Linked DNA regions of Ovis canadensis: region 1 is linked to region 2. A link is a contact called in public Hi-C data. All regions are on one chromosome and are shown on one strand. The core of a region is the stretch at or near the end of the contact, and the rest is flanking DNA. Distances in the headings are between cores, read along the strand shown. Region 1 holds the start of ADAMTS16 (ADAM metallopeptidase with thrombospondin type 1 motif 16). Region 2 holds the start of ICE1 (interactor of little elongation complex ELL subunit 1).

The links. Hi-C and Micro-C count contacts between places; a contact is called where the count stands out from the background.
Region 1: a contact with region 2 is called in a Hi-C map of fibroblasts, with 10 times the contacts expected there. The contact joins the promoter of ADAMTS16 here to the promoter of ICE1 in region 2. A contact is called at or near these places in 2 of 2 Hi-C or Micro-C datasets (fibroblasts and lung).

Annotation. Positions count from the first base shown.
Region 1 is chr16:81,297,340-81,304,961 of ARS-UI_OviCan_v2, reverse strand. ADAMTS16 (ADAM metallopeptidase with thrombospondin type 1 motif 16) reads left to right here and starts at 4,324. Exons shown (of 23, transcript XM_069556383.1): 1 at 4,324-4,786; 2 at 4,886-4,988. The coding sequence starts at 4,667.
Region 2 is chr16:81,020,357-81,027,142 of ARS-UI_OviCan_v2, reverse strand. ICE1 (interactor of little elongation complex ELL subunit 1) reads left to right here and starts at 5,204. Exons shown (of 19, transcript XM_069556168.1): 1 at 5,204-5,527. The coding sequence starts at 5,444.

The sequences.
Region 1 (7,622 bases), core at 3,075-5,574, 280 kb before region 2:
ATAGCTTGAGAACTTGTTGTTTTGTTTTTTTTTTCATCTCATGAAGATAGAATGAGACAGCTGAACTAAAATTGCTCAATCAGAGTCATGATGTTAATTAGTTGTCCAAGACATGGTTTCCCATTTGACTCTTGCCCAGGGCATTAAGTTAAACACAAACTGTGGTGTTCACAACATTACAGATGGCATTCTTCATCTCTGAGAACTATCCAGACTTTCCCCAGATCCTTTAGCAAAGAGAAAGACTGGGTTCTCTTTCCCCATAGTTTGTGTGAGTCAGATGGGCAGTTTTTTCCAGTTATCCAAGTCTTCACAAATGAGACGTGATATGGGAAAAAGGAATCCAATTTGCCACATCAGATTTGCCGTGCAATTCTTGGTCTTAGGGCTGCAGAAATGCTGAACTCTGTTCAAGAGATGCAATCTTTTATTCTGGAAGGATCACTGCAACTATTTCCCGTGTAAATCAACTGGGCTTGGACGCAACGGTTGGAGCAAGGGGAATGTTGATGCTCATGTTGAATCTGCTCTATACTCGTCTGATTCTGCCAACTGATTTTTTCCTCATGTGTTCTATTTTTTAAAATAATATGGATTACTTTTCATTCACATGCACTAAAATGCATTTAAGTTAAAGTGCTCTTAAGTTTACATATCAGTTTTCACATTCCAGGCATTGTTCTAACTTCTCTGTAAACACTCACTTATTCTGTCCTCATACTAACCTTTTGGAGTAGTTTCTGTTTTAATCATGTCCATTACACAGATGGGAAAATGAAGCCTCCTATAGGATAGGAAACAGATCTAGCATCTTATCTTGGCATTCTCCATTTTACCTGATAAATAATTTAATATGAAAATAACACTTCATTCAGTCCTTCAGTTTTCTTTTGCAGTACATGTGTACATTTACGAGTATATGACTGAGTTTTACTTCCATAACAAAATCTAAGATCTTGTTTTATAAGAAGCAAATTTAATTTATCATGTGTACTGATTTTTTTTATATCTTCGGTTGTCAGACCTATGCCTGATTTTCATTTTTCTGTTGCTGATCTCTAAATATTCAAAACCTCTTTACTTTTCTAAATACTAAAAATGTCTTTACTTTTCATTTCCCATGTATCTTATTATTTTTATCACCAGTATTTACTTTCACCTTTTCAGGATTTTAGCTTAATTCCCTGAAATTCAGTTACAAAGAAAGCAGTGTATGTGACAGTATAGTCATCTCACCCGCAGAGCAGAATTTTTATCAACCTTACTTAGACATACATACAAATAAACCTTTTATTTTTCAGTAATGGTTTTTGTTATCTTGTAACATCAGCAGTTATCTAAACTCTATACTGACCTATCTTAACGCTAAACACTGTGCTATGCTCAGTTGCTCAGTCATGTCCGACTCCGTGACCCCATGGACTGTAGCCCCCCAGGCTCCTCTGTCCTTGGGATTCTCCAGGCAAGAATACTGGAGAGGGTTGCATGCCCTCCTCCGGCAGATCTTCCCCACCCAGGGATCAAACCTGCATCTCCTATGCCTCCTACACTGACAGGTAGGCTCTTTGCCTCTGGCGCCACCTGGAAAGCCCAAATAGGGCACATGAATTCCAGAGGCAGAGATGGAAAAAAACTGGCAGGAGCAAAACCCAGGGAATGAAAAGGCTAATGTTCTAGCATGATCTGGCATACTGGGGAGGCCCAGATAACTGCCACTTGTTGGAAATATTCCAAAGCAAAGAAATCACTTGGAAGTCTTTGCAGTTCATTTTACAAAGTTGCCAATGCCCAGAAAACAAAACCTGAAAAGGAAGTCTGCACACGTGTGCTTCCTCACCTCCCCTTCTCTCCCGTCCTGAGGGGGACCACTGCCCCAGGGTTACATACAGGACGACCAAACACAGGACACCCACCTGGACGGGCAAGACAACCAGCGTTTACCAGTCATGATGCCGAGAGGTATATGGTGGGGTCTGGCGCCTCGTCGCCCCAAAGCCAATAAACAGGCCAGGTTGGTGGAAAGGAAAGTTTGCTTTATTTCTGATGTGGGCAACTGGGGGTGGGGCGGGGTGAACGTCTGTCCGCAGGCTGACCACTTCCCCCCCCCCCCCATCCCTAGCAACCAGTGGGGCAAGAGATTTCCTGGACAGAAGGGGACTATACACAAAAACAGCTCAGTCAACTCTGACAGTCATCAAGAAATTGGTCATCAGTGGTCTCATCAGCATCATCTTCATTGTTTTAAGTCCAGTTAATTTTCAGTTCCAGGGTGCGTTGGTTCCCATTGCTTTGAGGCCAGTTCTTGGAATTATGGCAGCTTCTGGCAGGTTATAGTCCAAGGGGTCGCAGAGAGTCAGAAGCCACTGAGCAAGTGAGCAAAGCACACCTACAGGAGTAGGTCCCTGGGCAACTGGTCTCCCATTGGGTGCAAAGCCAGCACATTAACGTAATAAAAGCTACTTTTCTTTCTCTCAGTACTCAGGAAATTCCAAATTCGGAGCGCTCTGTGCCAGGAATTGGAGACCAAACACACGTATCTTATTATAAGTCACAAACGGGCTCCACCGTCTCCTGTGTCCCTCCTGTACCTAGCCCATCCACTTCCTTCATCTCAACCCCCAACCTCGCCCCCAGGCTGCAGTGGACCCTTTATCTATGTCATCTAGGATGAGCACCAGATTCAATGAGGGGCTAAAACACCTGGAAAACCTTCATCATTGTAGAGGATATAGCTTCTTAACGATGGAAAGATTGATTTTGGTTGTATTCCAAAAGGGGAATAAAAGAATTCCAAAAGTGGACCCTTTTTACCGACCATTCTTCTTTCATTCCATCCGATGAACTTGCAGAAAGAGAGCCGTGGGTGTGCCGCTGTGATGGTCGCTAGCCTTGGAAAACCTGATGCCCTTGCAAGTTACCTTCCACGCAATTAGCGATAACTAGAGATCCTCCGTTTACCAAGCATGCAATGCCCAGTCCTCAGGACAAAGGGACGCTCTGCCTCCTGCAGAACCTTGGCCAGCCTCCAGTGAGCCCCTGGCAGACCGGCTATGGGCACACCCGGGGGGCAGACACCAGTTAGGAACTTCGTGGGGGAGGGGTGGGGAGGGGCTTAAGCCCACTTCCCAATGCACTTTTTGTAAAATTTCTCCCACTTCTGCAGAGTTTTCAAATAAATAAATATGAGAAAGAGAGCGAGAGATGAAGACGGAGTCTGCCCTTCACAGCCTGAGGGTGCTCCGTGTCTGCCCAGCAAGCCTGCACGGCCGAGCTGCCAGAAATCAGAGGCACCCACGGGCTCAGGGCGAGCCAGGCGAAGGGGGTCCAGAGACCACTGCCACCAACTTCCTCAACTTCCTCTCCAAAATGTGCAAAAACCGGCCAAGACGGGCTTAACTGAATGTGCGGGGCACTGGGACCACGAAGCCGGAGCCCAGACTCCGGAGACCTCCAGGAGGTAAGGGGTCTAGCAGGCCAAGGAGCAGTGAGTGGAACGGAGTGGCCACCGGCAGGACACACGCTGGAGAACCCGGTGCGCTCAGGCGCCAGCGCGCACACAGGCACGGCGGTGGACGCGGGGGGAGGACACAGAGACCGCCACTAATACACACTCACGTACACCTAGCGCGGGTCCGCGCGCTCACGTTCAAACGCACGCACGAGCGCTCACACACAGGGCCATCAACAGGTGCAGAACCCGGGCTGGGCTGGTAGGCGGGCGGGTGGCCGCGCGTCCTCAGCCTCCTAGCGCGACTGGCACAGCGGCGCAGGAACTGGCCCGGGTCCGCACCCACCCGCGAAGCCAAAGCCTCCCCTATCGGCTGCACTAGGGCCCCAGCGGCGCTGGGACAGGCGCGCTCAGAGCAAGGCCAGGCCGCGGCGGCCAGGACCGCTGGAGCCCGGAGCGCCCACACGTCCCAGGGCCGATGGGACGGAGGCCGGAGCTTCCCCCACCCGCAGCGCCTCCCGAGCTGGCGGGCGACGCCCGTTGCGTCCTCAGCTCTCCGACGCGCGCATCTGCCAGAAGGTCTGGGCACTCCTGTTTCACACCCCGCCTCCCCCGGGCGAAAGGGCAGGGCCAGCGGGCGCAGTCCCGCCGCATGCCGGCGGGCGGCAGGTGTCGGCCTCTGGATGCGCAAGCCTGGCTCTCGGGAGTGGGGACCCGGGAGCGCCGGGGCGCCGCGCCGCGCGGTGCGAGCCTTGTCCAGTCGCGGACTGCGGGCCGGAGCGCTCGGGGCGGGCGGCCCCAAGCGGCTCACCGCCCCCGCCCCGGGTCCCCCCGGCCCGGCCACCCGCGTGCCCACGGGACGGCCGGCCAGGCGCGCCGACTGCGAGCCCGGGAGCGCGCGGCTTCTCCCGGGTCCTCCTCTGCTCGCGCCCCACCCCGCCGCCCTCTCTCCTGCCTCTCCCCGTCCCCTCCCCTCGCCTGCCCTCCCCGTCTCTCCCACGGTGCGGGCGGGCGCTCCGCCGCCGCCCCCGCCGCCCCCGCGGCCGCCACTCCGCCCCCCGCGCGCCGCGGAGCCGCAGTAATAACCCCGGCGCGGGCGGCGCATCCGCCGCGGGACACCGTGCTGCGCGCCGGCCGGGCTGGTCCTCGGTGCCCGCTTCGCAGGGCTGCCGGGCTGGGGAGCCTCCCGCGGCCCCGGGCCCCTCCGAGCTCCCCTGGATGGAGCCGTGCGTTCTCCCCGCGGCGGCGCAGCGCGGGCGACGGGCGCGGGGCGCGCTAGGCGGCCGGGCCATGCGGGTCCTCGGCCGCGCGGCGCTCTGGGTGCTGCTGCTGGCGCAGGTGGGTGCGCAGGTGGGTCCCGACGGCGGGGGCGGCGTTCCCTGGAGCCCCCCTCGCGCAGCCGGGTCTCACCGAGGTCTCGACGCTGTTTTCCCGCAGGCACCTGCTTGCGCCGTGGGACCCGCAGCGGCCTCGCCGGGGAGCCCGAGCGTCCGGCGTCCTCCTGGCCCCGCGGAGTGGCCGGGCTCGGGGGAAGAGGGCGGTAAGTCCGCGCGGGGCGGGAGGGGTGGTTCGAACCTTTTCCGGGGAGCAGCTTGTAAACTCCAAAGCTGGTTTACAAAACGCTGCGAAGGTTCCTAACTCAGGGAATTCCCTATAAGACGCTGCGGCGCTTCGCCAGCGAGCACCGCTGAGTCAACTTTCAGCAATATTCATATCATTTCCCAGTAAAACAGATGCGATTTACCAGCGTTATTACCATAAGCATTAGGGAAGAAAGCAATGGAATGTATTTGGATGAAATAGAAGAGAGGAATAACCTAGGAGTTATATTAAGGCAGACACCAAAGCGATTGCAAAGCTTATAGCGCCTTTCATCCCCTCGTCCCCTCCTTCACCTGTCCCTTTCCGGCCTTTTACGGCGAACACCCTTCACTGCCAGGAACCTAGGAACTAGAACCACCATGGGACCCAGTAGTCCCTCTACTGGGCATATACCCTGCCTGCCTGCCTGCTCAGTCGTGTCCGACTCTTTGCCCCTGGTGGACTGTAGCCCGCCAGGCTCCTCTGTCCATGGGATTCTCCAGGCAAGAATACTGGAGTGGGTTGCCATTGCCTTCTCCAGGGGATCTTCCCGACCCAGGGATGAAGCTCAGGTCTCCGGCATGGGCAGGTGGATTCTTTACCACTGAGCCCCCTGGGAAGCCAGAGCAGAAGACAAAAAGACAGCTGTTTTGCTCTGTAGCTACCTTGGCATCGAAAGGGATGCTCCTGGAGAGCTGGCGGAATGGGTAATCAGTGTCTTGTGACTTCATAAGAGCAATGTCCAAGTCCAGTGCCTTGCTGTGACAGAAAAGCAGGTCAGAACTTTGTGCAGTGTGTGGTTATATTTTCTCTCCTCACAAGCGGCATTTATTATTCCATGTGTCAGGGGGAGAGACCTCCCTGTCCTGACCTGCTTTAGCGTCGCTGAGAAAGCAGGCGTTTAATTTCAGTTGCTAGCTGGCTTTTCATCTGAACCCAGTCCATTGGCAGTTGCTAAATACGAATACTTTGCATCGATTCCAAGAAGAAATTGCCATCTCAAATGTTGTTAGTGACTTATAGAGGAAGAATCAGGTTTGATTACCCCATCATATTTTTTCAGTAAACCTCAAAAAATGAGTTAATAATTCAGAACAACTGAATGTAGCTTCTTAACAAAACTCCTAAAGGCAATCATTGAATTATATGCGTCAATTATTGAGATTCCTCCTGTAAGAGCCTGGGAAGTGATAAATGAAATGCGGGAACGTAGGACCTCTTCCGAATCCACCAGAGGGCGCTAGAGGTAAAGAATAGAAAACGTTTTCCCTGTATTTGCCAAAGAGTTATTTCAAGCTCACCTTTTTGGGCTTGCCCTTGTCTTCAGTGTTTCTCTTACGTTTCATTCTAGTATGTAATGACTTATACTGTAGTTAATTGTCTTTTTCCCACTTAAAAAGTAAGATTTTTTGAAAATTCTAGCTTTCTAGAATCATGAGAACTCCTGAAGGCCTCAGAAGAATTTTCAGTGTTTCCTAACATTTATGGGGTTTTCTGGGAGGTAAGAGCTTTAGAGACAGAGAATCACCTCCAGGAGGAGAACCCAAGACATCTTGCCCAAGTGTGCCCTTCTCCCCGGAGGAGCGTCCTGTGAACTGGACTCCAGCCTGGCGGGCACGTGGCTCTGATCGCCTAACTCCTCAGCTGGGGTCACAAACCGCAGAGTTCCGGAAAGAACCAGTTGGCTGGCTTGGTTAGAACTTCACGGGGAAGGTGGGTGCCACCGTCAGTGAGGTTGTAGCCAGGGGACGCGCCGCCCCCTCACTCCCGCTGTGGAGGTGTTTCAGGCCCACAGTTACAGATGGCTGACTTGAGAGAGTGAGTTTCAGTGGAGAGCCCCCACAGGACCAGAGAGAGACTGCTTGTGCTCAGCAGTGACCTCTTTTGACTTTGTGTGATGCTGGGGTTAGCTGACTGCTAGATGTCTGGGGATGCCTTCAAAACCTGGAGGCTCAGATCGTAACGAATCCGCCTGCAATGCAGGAGACCCGGGTTTGATCCCTGGGTCGGAAAGATGCCCTGGAGAACGGAATGGCAACCCACTCCAGTATCTGCCTGGAGAATCCCATGGATGGAGGAGCCTGACAGGCTACAGTCCATGGCTTCGCAAAGAGTCCGGCATGACTGAGTGATTAACACTTTTTTCTTTCAAAACCCACAGCTGGCTTTGAAGTAACTCTTTTGGCCAAAAGGCTTGTTTAACACATATTTTAACCTCTATAGACAATGTTGCTGGGTGTCTGGGGTAATTATGCAGTTAGAAAGAGAACTCCATATATTCTGTGAGCAACAGTAGATAAGTTCATGGAGATCAATTCTATGTTCAGGCATTCGGTGCACTCCTTTCATTTTGGCTGATTCAGCATTGCTTCTCCTTCAGAGGAGACTTGAATGCTTTTTCTACAAATTAACCTTTGTCATAATAATAGCAGGTCTTTTTCAGAGCAAAGACAACAGCCATTCCTTTCTCCATGGGATCTTCCTGGCCGAGGGATTGAACCCAGGTCCCCTGCACTGCGGGCAGATTCTTTACCATCTGACCCACCAGGGACTCCCCAAAGATATAGCATGAGCTTGTTACTAATAGCTTTTC
Region 2 (6,786 bases), core at 3,955-6,454:
ACTTCATCTGTATCAGCTGTATCAGTTCTGCCTTCCATTCCAAATCACGCTTGTTTTAAAGCAAAAGCTGGTCTCCCAGGTCGTTGTTCAGTCGCTCAGTCCTGTCCGACTCTTTGTGACTCCATGGACTGCAGCACGCCAGGGCTCCCAATCCTTCACCAACTCCCAGAGACTGCTCAAACTCCTGTCCAGCCCATCTCGTCCTCTGTCCCCTCCTCCTCCCGCCTTCAATCTTTCCCAGCCTCAGGGTGTCTTCCAAAAACTGGTTCTTCAGGTTTCTCAGTAAACTCAATCTTTCAGGTAAGACCCCTTGACTTAAGATGTAAAACTCATTCTTACCTGGCAGGCTGTGCAAAAACAAGTGTAGTTGTAGTTCATAATGGAAACTGGTGTTGGCCGCTGGTTAGGGAATGCTGGAAACGACATTTTTCCTCTCCCATTAGAATGGCCACCCCTGCTGTGTCATACTGTACCCCCTGATGTGAAGAGCCCACTCATTGGAAAAGACCCCAGTGCTGGGGAAGAGACTTCTTGATAGTCCAAAGGTAAAGAATCTGCCTTACAATGCAGGGGACACAGGTTTGATCCCTGGTCAGGGAACTATGACCCCCAAGTGCTGCAAAGCAAACTAAATCTGCACACCAAAACTAAAGAATCTCTGCCCTGCAACAAAAGGTCCTGCATGATGCAGCACAGATCTCGTGCGCTGCAATTAAGACCCAATGCTGCCAAATAAATAAATAATTTTTTAAAAAAAGAAGCAAAGGCATGGAGCCCACCGCTGATCCCTGGGGAAAACTCAGACATCGCTCCCCACCCGGAAGGGATTGTTGCTGTTGTTCATGTCTGATTTGCTACAACCCCATGGACTGCACAACGGCTACCCTTCCTTCACCGTCTCCCCGAGTTTGCTCAACTCATGTCCACTGAGTCGCTGATGCCATCCAACCATCTCATCCTCTGTCATCCCCTTCTCCTCCTGCCTTCAATCTTTCCCAGCAATTGAGTCACCTCCTTGCATCAGGAGGCCAAAGTACTGCTACGCTACGTCGCTTGAGTCATGTCCGACTCTGTGCAACCCCACAGACGGCAGCCCACCAGGCTTCCCCGTCTCTGGGATTCTCCAGGCAAGAACACTGGAGTGGGTTGCCATTTCCTTCTCCAATGCAGGAAAGTGAAAAGTGAAAGTGAAGGCGCTTAGTCGTGTCAAACTCTTAGCGACCCCATGGACTGTAGCCCACCAGGCTCCTCCATCCATGGGATTTTCCAGGCAAGAGTACTGGAGTGGGGTGCCATAAGTCATAAACATGGTTGGAAACTCCATTTAGGTCTAAACCAGAGACAGGGAAAGACAGACATCTTGTGGGCTTATGTTAGCATTACATCACAGATGCAGAAATTAGCACAACTTAATCAGATAACACCACGGAACTGCAGACTGCTAGAGTTACACACTATTCCGTAACGCGCCTCTCAGGAATTTAAAAGAAGGAAGAAACACAGTTTATTTTGCTTGTGGATAAAGGCAGCAGGTGAAAGAATAGCTCTCCATAAAGCAAAATATCAGAACATCCAAAGAACAAACAGCTTTCCATTCTGAGTTCTTGTGATATAAGCCTTGACTTCTAGACAAAATCTATTAGCCATTCAGTGGAATCATGTTAATAAATTAAATAATCAATTTCATTAACCTTTAAATTTTGTTATTCTTCAAAGCATTAACTTTGAGAAGCTACCAAGGATATGGGGGGTGATGATGAGGATGTGAGGCAAGAACTGAGATTATTATAGTTGGATTCTCTCAATAGCTTCCTGGACTCCAGGCACAGGGGTCCCCAAAATCAGAACCAGAATCTAGACATCCCTCCAGGTCTTAGGACAGTCTGACAGAAAAACAGTTTTCCTTGGAAGCTTGATCAAAATTTTAAAAAAATTGCAAAAAAAAAAAAAAAAAACCCAACCCAAACCAAACCTCTTCCCCCTCCCCCTTTTTCTTCTATTATTTTTTTTATGTGAGTTGGATGGAGATATTATCTATTTTCCAAACTAGATGACACCATCAATAAACTGTGAATACCTCTTCACTGTATGGTAGAGCTTATGGGCTTGGCCTTGCCATTTTCATTTTACCCTTAAATTATAGCTACTCCTCTGTAAGGAAATAGCAGCTCAAAGACATCACTTGCTTGAGAGTTTAAAGCCAGGTGTGTGGTTCCAAAGTCACTGCTTGCCATTTTCTGCATGTAGACATATGCTTGTGTGTCTCCATCACAACGACACAATGTTACTGTCGCTCAGTTGCTAAGTTCTCTTGGACTCTTCGTGACCCCATGGACTGTATCACGCCAGGCTTCCCTGTCCTTCAGTTATCTCTCAGAGTTTGCTCAAACTTGTGTCCATTGAGACAGTGATGCCAGCCCACCATCTCATCCTCTGCTGCCCACTTCTCCTCCTGCCCTCAATCTTTCCCAGCATCGGGGGCTTCTCCAAGGAGAGGGCTCTGCGCATCAGGGGCTACAGGATGACACAGTAGGGGTGGCCATTCTTACAGGAGAGGAAAAATGTCGTTTCCGGCACTCCCTAACCAGCGGCCAACACCAATTTCCATTATGAACTACAACTACACTTGTTTTTGCACAGCCTGCCAGGTAAGAATGAGTTTTACATCTGTAGATGGTTTCTCAAAAACAAACAAAGAAAATGACATACGCAGTAAAGACCTGTATGCTCCCCAAATCCTAAAATATTTACTGTGTGGCCATTTATGGAAAGTTTGCCCACACTACATTACACAAAACAGACTGCTGTCTTTCTTCCCCCTTTGAATATCTTATGATAAAGGTAGAAGATGGAACAAATGCACTTTCACTTCTGAGTGGAAGTACTTATTATTTTTCACTTTCAATTAGCCGCAGCAAATCTGACTCACTCTGCCATCCACGGAGCACCTACTGTGTACAGCACTTGCTGCTGCTAAGCTCCTGCTAAGTCGCGTCAGTCGTGTCCGACTCTGTGTGACCCCATAGAGGGCAGCCCACCATCCCTGGGACTCTCCGGGCAAGAACACTGGAATGGGTTGCCATTTCCTTCTCCAATGCATGAAACAGAAAAATGAAAGTGAAGTCGTTCAGTTGTGTCCAACTCTTAGCGACCCCATGGACTGCAGCCTACCAGGCTCCTCCATCCATGGGATTTTCCAGGCAAAAGTACTGGAGTGGGGAAGCCATTGCCTTTGCACTTTGCAGTGTTTAAAAGGAAAACTCACCTCTAAGACATAAAGAACACCACTATCCAAGTCAAAATGTGGTATTAATAAAAAAAAAAATTAGTGATAAGGAACAAAAAGGGGCTTCCCTGATGGCTCAGCGATAAAGAATCTGCTTGTCAATGCAGGAGACAGTTTCAGTCCCTGGGTCAGGAAGATCCCCTGGAGAAGGAAACAGCAACCCACTCCAGTGTTCTTGCCTGGGAAACCCCGTGGACAGAGGAGCCTGGTGGGCTATAGTCCATGGGGTCACAAAGAAGTTAGGATATGACATAGTAAGGAAACCACAAGCAGACAAAAAAGGACATACACACTGTGGTCGTGGAGGTAAAACGTGCGGCCTGGCAGGACAGGAGGGTTACAGAATGCCACGCTGGCAGGAAGGGCGTTCCAGGCAGGTGCAGGGGACAGGAAGGCAGCAGCGAGTTCCCAGTTCCTGCAAGGGTAGGGATGTCGTGTAGGCGGGTGGACAGTGCAGAGCGAGCCAACGCTGGAGCATAAATAAGCTGGTGCCTCCCTGGCTAAGATACCCTGGGCTGGGGAGGGGTGGGGTGGGGAGGGGGGTGGGGGGAAACATTTGGGGAGGGAAGCTACTGTTAAGACCTGTTTGTCCGAGGTTGGAAGGCAGACATGGAACATGTAAAGTCATCAGGACCACAGGGGCTCCTCTCCCCTTTCTCGCTTCTTCTTTCACTTTAACCCTACTCCTGTCTTCTGCACATCCCACATTAGCCCCTCGGACGAGTACAGACGTGTCTTCAGTGCCAAGGGCAGGTGATCTAAGCGACTGCTGGACACCTGGTCCCTCCACTTCACAGCCAGCTTCAACCGCAGAGCGTGTACAAGCAAGGACAGGGATGCCGGCGTTTGGAGAGGAACACAGACTGCTTTCTTGGAAGTGGCGGGGGGTGGGGGGGTGGGTGTGGGTGGGTGTGGGTGCTGTTTTCAGTTGCAATTTCCATCCGAAGATTTAGAAAGGAGCTGATAGGGCCTGGGACGTCTCCTTAATGCATGCAGTTCTTGTATGGGACGCTAAGAATTCGGACTTCCTAACCAGACGTCGAGAAGCGACGTCTGAGGCTTCCGAGCAAGGTAACCGATGGCAACAAGCTGGGATCATCCAAAAGATTCTGGTGGCAGCGGATATCGGGGGAAACTTCGATTCAAACAAGAGAATGAGGACTTGGGTGTATCCGGGAATTGCTGTAAAGTGAAGATTTTCTTTTTCCCTTTGCAAGATATTTTAATAACATTTGTTAGCAGCCGGCCACTGCCCAGGATTCGGCCAAGCGCTGTGCTTGGCAGGGCTTCCGGAGTGGGGGTGGGGGTGAGGAAGAGGCCGAGGAGCGCGGGGCCGGACGGCAAGTGGACACGGAAGGCGGGGGGGAGCTGTGAGAAGAGAGACGTCTGGGAAGAAGGGCTGGTCAGCGGCGACGACGACAACGTCTAACTAGGCGAACCGCCCCCTCAGGGGCGCCCGCGGCGGCAGGAAGAACTGCTTGGGGTCCGCCCGGCGCGCGGGGGCCGCCGGGAGACGTAGTCCTCGGGTCTCCGCCTGGGCCCGGTCGCACTCTGACGGAGCGCGCCGCTCCAGTTAAAACTTGCGCACCGGCCCGTCAGCGTGCGGGGTCCTTCAGCGCCGGGAGGCGCCTGCAGTGACGTCACCTCAGGTCACCTCCCCCTCGGCGAAGGTTTTAGGTGTCTATCGAAAGCCGTCTACACAGCAAGCCGGCAAAGGAAGACTAAACGCTACACGGCGGAAGAGGGGGCCCGTCCGACGCCTCTCCGCCCTGCGCTGTTTCCTCGGGGCGTGTGTCCCCGCCGCCGCGGCGCAGCCCCGCGCCCCGTTTTCCCTCAGGCGGCGCGGCGGGCAGCCCCGCGCCGCGGCGTGGGGGCGGGGCGAGCCGGGGCGGGGCGGGGTCCTGGCTCGGAGGCGTCGCACGCTCGGGGGGCCGCGCCGGGTGTACCGTTTCTGTCTGCAGCGCCTGAGGTGGCTCTGGCTCGGAGAGCCGTTCGCCCGGCTCCACGGGGACCTCGGTGCACGGATGGACCCGCCCGGACCCGGCGGGAAGCGGCCCGGGAGGGCCAGGCGGCCCCGGCGGCGTCAGCAGAGGCAGGACGGGGCCGAGGCCGCCGGCCCCTGAGGCGCGCGGGCTCTGCGGGCCCGGCGGCGGCACCATGATGCCGGGCGAGACCCATTCGGCGGCGCCGGGGACGGCGGCGGACCTCTCGCGCTGTCAGGGCTGCGCCTCTCTGCAGCAGGTGAGGCGTCTGCCCCTCAGGCCGAGGGCGCGGAGGGGCTGGGCCTGGCCGTGCGGGGCGCGGGGCGGGGGTGGGGGTGGGCCTCGGGCGGAAGCCCCCCTCCCCCTCCCCGTTTTGGGAAAGGCTAGGGCTTCTCTGGTGGCTCAGCTGGTGAAGAATCCGCCTGCAATGCAGGGAGAGACCCTGGTTCGATTCCTGGGTCGGGAAGATCCCCTGGAGGAGGGAAAGGCTACCCACTCCAGTATTCTTGGACTGCGCTGGTGGCTCAGCTGGTAAAGAATCCGCCCGCAATGCGGGAGACCAGGGTTCGATCCCTGGGTCGGGAAGATCCCCTGGAGAAGGGAAAGGCTACCCATTACAGTATTCTGGCCTGGAGAATCCCATGGACATAGGAGCCTGGCAGGCTACAGTCCATGGGCTTGCAAGAGTTGAGCATGTTTTAGTGACTTTTCGCTGCGTTCTTCAGGCTTGGAATCTGGGATTCATTTCCTAGGTGCAGCGCTGGTGGAGGGGTGGGGGGGCCCCCCGGGGTTCCCTTCTCCAATCCCGGTGTTTCCCCCAAGGCTGACTCCGAGGGAGATGAGTGGTGGTCAGAATGCCGAGGAAAGCTAATCTCTCCCAGGAGAAGGTGGTTGTTTTTTTACTGTGCTGGCCAGTCCTTCCGTATTTCTTGCTTGTGGGGGTGGTGGGGGCGGGTGCTCATGTGGCCTGCGGGTTGGCCAGGAGGGTCATTCGTCCCCCGAAGGCACGTGGACGCTGCAGGTCTCTGAAGTGTAGCATGGAGTGTGCGCGCCCCCGGCAGAAGAGGAGCCGCTGCCAGCGTCGGCCTCAGGCCCTGAGGAGTGCCCCTCCCCAGCTGGACTTCTCGCAGCCATCTGATGTCAGGAGTCTCTCTTTTTGCTTCTGTCATCAGTGTTTTTCGGTGGTAAAGTAGCGCTGTGCTCCGTCTGTGCCTGTGTGTGCAGTCGTGTCCAGCTCTTTGTGACCCATGGGCTGTATGTGTAGCCCTCCAGGCTCCTCTCTCTGTCCATGGGATTTTTTTTTTTCCAGGCAGGAATATGCTGGCGGGGGTTGCCAGTTCCTTCTCCAGGGGGTCTTCCCAACCCAGGGGTCGAATTTGCGGCTCCCCCATTTGGCAGGTGGAGTTTTTACCATCTGAGCTGGCAGAGCCTCTGGTTGTAGTCCAGCGTGGTACTGATGTGTAATTGAATTACTCCTGTTGTACCCGGTGTTCTGGGCACCAGGGACATAGTGGTGAA